Linked DNA regions of Mus musculus: region 2 is linked to region 1. Evidence: chromatin contacts called from public HiCAR-type data. All regions are on one chromosome and are shown on one strand. The core of a region is the stretch at or near the end of the contact, and the rest is flanking DNA. Distances in the headings are between cores, read along the strand shown. Region 1 overlaps Cep89 (centrosomal protein 89). Region 2 has its middle 34 kb from the start of Gm30483.

What was found. HiCAR-type assays count read pairs that join an accessible place to other places.
Region 2: a contact with region 1 is called in a HiCAR-type map of astrocytes, with 14 times the contacts expected there. The contact joins two enhancer-like sites. A contact is called at or near these places in 1 of 39 promoter capture datasets (hippocampal neurons), 1 of 484 Hi-C or Micro-C datasets (cortical neurons) and 2 of 115 datasets of contacts at active chromatin or transcription factors (astrocytes and large pre-B cells).

What each region holds. Positions count from the first base shown.
Region 1 is chr7:35,414,121-35,416,746 of GRCm38.p6, forward strand. Cep89 (centrosomal protein 89) reads left to right here. Exons shown (of 19, transcript NM_028120.3): 6 at 24-52; 7 at 2,297-2,339. Gm42378 (a long non-coding RNA gene) reads right to left here. Exons shown (of 4, transcript XR_881963.3): 4 at 894-1,838. Among named protein-coding and RNA genes, the nearest start is that of Cep89, 18 kb to the left of the region's middle. Within about 2 kb of position 1,286, at least 57 of the 459 cell types and tissues checked have an H3K27ac peak or open chromatin away from gene starts, as enhancers often do.
Region 2 is chr7:37,360,637-37,363,262 of GRCm38.p6, forward strand. It overlaps a transcript of Zfp536 not described here. Among named protein-coding and RNA genes, the nearest start is that of Gm30483, 34 kb to the left of the region's middle. Within about 2 kb of position 1,310, at least 70 of the 459 cell types and tissues checked have an H3K27ac peak or open chromatin away from gene starts, as enhancers often do.

The DNA of each region.
Region 1 (2,626 bases), core at 36-2,535:
CCGTTTTCTCCTTTTTAAACCAGATGTTAAACACTCTGTTCTGAATCTAGAGGTAAGCTTATTTTCAAGAATTCCTATTTTAAAAAGTAGACTTTTTACTATAATTTGTCTTTGATTTTTTTCTCTTTTATTTATTTTTATTTTATTTTACTTTTGAGCCATGCGACTTCTGTCCCTGACTCTGTACTGTGTTTCCGTTTCCTGATTAATACATGTTCAATTTCCTTTGCTTCCTTGGATGAAACCAACTTAATCTTGATTTGTGATCTTTTATTTCCTCATAATAACACTGTTGTATTAAAAGGTCTTCTCATTAGAGGTCTTTCTGCTGCATGCTTCACTGACTGACCTCCTCCGTGGTGAGGGGTTCGAGAGAGTGACTCAGGAGAGGCGCTGAGGTGGATCACTGGGGACTAAGGGGTTTTGTTAGACTTGTTTATACCTCAAGCAGACAGACACAGAGACAGCAGAGCTCCGAGGAGAGCCTAAGCACCAGAGACAGATAACATCCCAGGGTCTCCAGAGTGCAGGATCTGAGGAATTGGAGGCCACATGGCAAAAGCAGGGAATTCCTTGTATAGCTTTCTCAGGATGAGGGAGGTGTCACAGCACAAGCCTGCAGCCAGGCACGGAAGGGGGAAGGGAGTGGGTAGTAGGATATGTGGTCATACCCACTTTGATGTAAACCCACTTTCCAGGAGAGAAATCCTGCTTCCAGGATGCTTGTCATGGAGGCACTTGAATAGATAGTGTCTCAGCAGGGCTCCTGTTAGTCTCTGTAAGAGGGGGCTGCTGTGGAAACCTGAGTTACCATCACTCACACACAAACGCACACACAGATACATATACACACACACACTAACATGCGCACACATACACACTCACAAACACACACACACACACACACACACACACACACACACACCCCAATATTTTGAGGTCTTGAGCTGAGCTCCCTGTGTTTACTAGGCAAGTACATTTTGGGTTAACTACATTCGTAGCGTATGAACTGAAGACATGAGTGCTCCATGGTATGGTTAAGGGAAAGGCTTTTACTGTAGCCAGAAAGGAGAGTCTAGCCAAGGACATCTGGAAGAGTCCAGAGCAGAGAGCGAGAGCAGTAGACTGAGCATGGCCAACAGCCTGGACCTGGTCATGGGCGGGGAGAGAAGAGGGGAGAGTGAGAGATGAAGACAAAGAGAAGCAAGAGAGAGGGAGGCCAGGTGTGAGACCAAGAGTAGCTGAACTAGCGGGGCTATAGGGAGCATGAGTAGCTGGGGGAGGGGAGCCCCTGAGCTGGAGGAAGTTTGGGGGAGGGGAAGGTGAGAAGAACTAGGTACTTGAGATACTGAGGGAGCCTGGCGGCCAGCATGTGCTTTGGTGTGCTAGTAGGCACCACAGACAGCCATTTTCCCTTCTGCCAGCGGTAAGGAAGTGGCTCCTTTGGGAGAGGGGAACCAACTTAACAAGCTCCTGAGGAAAACTGGCCTTTTGTCTAATAGCCAGAATGTGAGGAGATAGAGTTTCCTTTGTCCCTGACACCTAGCTTCACTTAATACTCATAAACCTGGAGGAAGTTCAAGTTTCCAAAGTTTAGCTGTGGACATGACTCATGAAAAGTAAGAAATCACTTCCAGAATTCCTAGAATGATCGGCAGCTTTAATAACCCAGGTGCAAGCACTGAAAGAAGCCTTCCCTGAAGTTTCTCCTTTTAGGAATTTAATAGTTAAACCTGTCTCACCAGATGTGGTGGCTCACACCTGGATTCCCAGCACCTGGATGGGATTCATCTCAGCAGGAGGATCATAAGTTCCTGGGTCAAGGCTGCAGATCCTGTCTGAGAAAACAAAACAAAAGCTTACTCAGAAGAGTTATAACCTCACAGCAGAACGCCACCGCAACCCTACATCCATACACAGTGGGAGAGCTAAGGGCAGCGCCCAGCCTTCTGCTCACTGAGAGGCAGCCATGATCTAGTTTCTCAGCAGTTAGAACCCGCTTTGCTGCCTAGTGGGCCGTCACATGCTTTAGTTACAAAGTGAAGAGACCTTCAGTGAAAATACAGTCACTGCACTGCACACTTAGGCCCGGAGAGAGCCTTCCCCAGGGGTTCAGTTGTAAGAAAACAGGAAGGGTTAAAGTCCAGGTGCTAAAGAAAGATTCTCAGGGCCAAGTGAAGAGGAAGCTCCACCCTCCACCTGCAGCCTCCCTCTGTGTCAGTCCCTGCCAGTCCCTGCCAGTCCACTGTGAGCATGCCGTGCTCACACATAATCACACTCGTCTTTTCCTCCCTAGGGTGAGAAAGTCCGGTTGCATGAAAAGCCTCCTCCCTCCCCAGGTACTGGCCTTTTGGGGTTCACTGTGATGGGCATGCTCAGCTTAGTGTTTACAGAGTGCCTAGAAGAGTCATCTGAAGGAAAGTTGGCAGCTCCCTGTGAAGGCTCTGGGGTCTGATGCTGTGACTAGCTTTGGGAAGGTGTCAATTACTATTAGTGGGGTGAGGGTAGGCTTGTGGAGAGAGCCCAGGACCTGGGGTGAAGGGTGGGCCTGTGGGGAGAGCTCAAGAGTTTGTGGGGGTGTCCCTGTGGGATGTGCTGAGCCCTTGGGTGGGGGTGGGCGTGTCCC
Region 2 (2,626 bases), core at 60-2,559, 1.9 Mb after region 1:
TCAGACAGGCACCATGTGTTCCTGGCCAACGATGTCTCCCGCCCCTCAGCTTCTTCACCTCAGACTAGTAGGTCGCAAAGTCCTTGTTGCTAATGGGGATCACGGGGTGCTTGTAGGGAGAACTTTGTGAGCAGGGGTGGCATAAAATCTTACTTGGTCCTTGGGCCCTGGTGTGAGGGACCGTTGCTCCAGATCGCTTTGAAACACTGGGCTCAGTGTCATCCCTTTCTGGGGACAAGCCACCTAGGCTGAATCAGTCAACGTTTGCAGGGACACTCCCAGAGACATCAGCAAGCCAGCAATGACCCTGCAGAACACCGCACCAGACAAGCTTCTCTTAGCCTCTTGGGCCATGTGTTTAAGCTGAGATGGGCTGCCTAGGTGGGCCCTGTCCTGCATAGACAGAGGGGCATAGCTATCCCCATAACAGCCCTGGAAACAAACAAACAAACACAACACAAAACAAAACCTCCCACAATTCCCATGTGGTAGCAAACACCTTTAATCCCAGGCAGAGGCAGGCGGAACTCTGAGTTTGAAGCCATTTTGCTCTGCAGAGCTAGCTCTAGGACAGCCAGAGCTACTAGCTGTTATTTTTAAATATTGCCCCACCTTAGCAAAAGGGGCTTGCTTACTTATCATCACTTTGGATCTTTTTCTCTTTTTAAAAGAATGTATATTAACTCCATAGGTGAGTGTGTTCTATTTCCCCCTTGACAGCTCTTTCACCCTTCCTTCTTATTCCTTGCTATTATCTATACCCCTTTTCTATTTTTCCTATACATTTTTGTTCTAGATTCCACATGAGAGCCAACATTGTATATTTATTTGTATCTGGCTTATTTCACTGACCATGACAACCTCTGACTTCATCCGCTTTCCTTCTGCAGGGAACGTGTTTCCATTTTCTCTTTATGACCGACTAACACTCTACTGTGTGTGTATCTCACGTGGTCTTTCCCTGTTCTCCTGTTGGTAGGCACCTAAGCTGGCCCCGTGCATCAGCTGCAGTGCAGCAATGGCCATAGGCTTTCAGACATCTCTGTCAAATACGGACTCTGATTCCTTTTGGATCCACACTCTTTTAAACCCACAGAACTTCCTATTGGCTGACTGGTTTTATTCTCAACTCGTAGGAGGTGCTAGTGTGCCCTATTTACAGGTGGATAAACAGAGGCCTGGGGTGCTGGCATGCAAAGCAGACAGGCCAAAGATCTGAGCTAGCAGCTGTGTTTCAGCCCCCAGCCTCCCTGGAGGGAGGCGGCCAGAGTACACATGGGATCAGAGATCTTTCTAGAAGAAAGGTTTCTTTGATAGCAGCTGCGCTGACTCCGTGGGGAGTAGACTGTGTTTAAAGGCCAGGACTCCCCTCCGCCCTCCCTACCCTCACAGATTCTTACCACTCCACTCCAATTAAAAACAAAGGAACAAAAATAACTGCGCCGGCAGTTACTGTACGCCGGGACTTCACAGGCACACACTCCCTTGTGGGTACACATTTGTTTCCTCCACTCCGGAGGGAAGACTCTGAGGTCCAGAGAAGTTGCTAAACTGCCCTGAGGTCATGCGGACCAGAAGAGTGGGTCCGGGATTTGGAGTCTGCACCCCGGGGAGCCTGTAAGCGGCACCAGCTCCGTCCACCCTTCCCTGTGGGTGCAGTCACATGATTAAAATGCCAAGACTTAGTTCCCCAATCAGAATTCAGGAGCCCGCCAAGGAGGTCAGGTCATTAGTGTTTATACAATCACCACGGAAGAATTAAGGGAGAGAGAGAGAGAGAGAGAGAGAGAGAGAGAGAGAGAGAGAGAGAGAGAGAGAACGACTCAGCACGCCTTCCTGCATACAGTTCTTTGAAACCTTCCTAAAATGAAATTAAAAGTTGGCCCTATGTGATTTATTTTTTCAATCTGAGAATCTAAACAAATGATCCCGCTTCTAGGTACATCTATCAAAGGATCTCTTCCACAGCTGGGGCCGGGGCGGTGCTGGGGCCGGGGGCCAGGGATGGGGGGTGGGGGTGGAGGGGGGTGCCGGGGCTGGGGGGTGGGGTGGGGGACTGCGGATGCTATTAGTGCTTCCAAGGCAGTTTCACCGCAGATTAAAGAAACCAGGGGTGTGGGCAGGGGGGGGGTGGTACTGGGGGGGGGATTGGCAGCCATAGTGAGCTGTATGCCTACTTGACCTAGGACGCAAACCTGTTGTACTTTCCAGAAGGGACCAGGGCACTATTTCCCTGTAACGTGCTTTTCATATGGAACTCTCCCTTCGCTGTAAAGATCTGTCTTTAATAGTGCTGTCCTAAAACGCAGCCTATTTTTCAATTCCCTGATCGCGGACATATAGATTTTTATAGTGTCTGCAAGCGAGCATTAACGTTAATCCTGCCTTGCCCCTTTGTGTTCCGTTAATGTCACAATCTGCTGTAAAGCCTTGCCAAGTTTCTTAACTGTCATGTTAATTCCTAGACCTAGTCTGCACTCTTTGACATTTCAGGACAGAACAAGGCAGTAAAAATAGATTAGAAACAGCTTAGAAGTATTACAAAAAACCTAGAACTTTACAGATGGTGGGATCAGGCCTGCTGCATGGAAATCTAGCAAGCCCGGACATAATAATATTAGGAGAG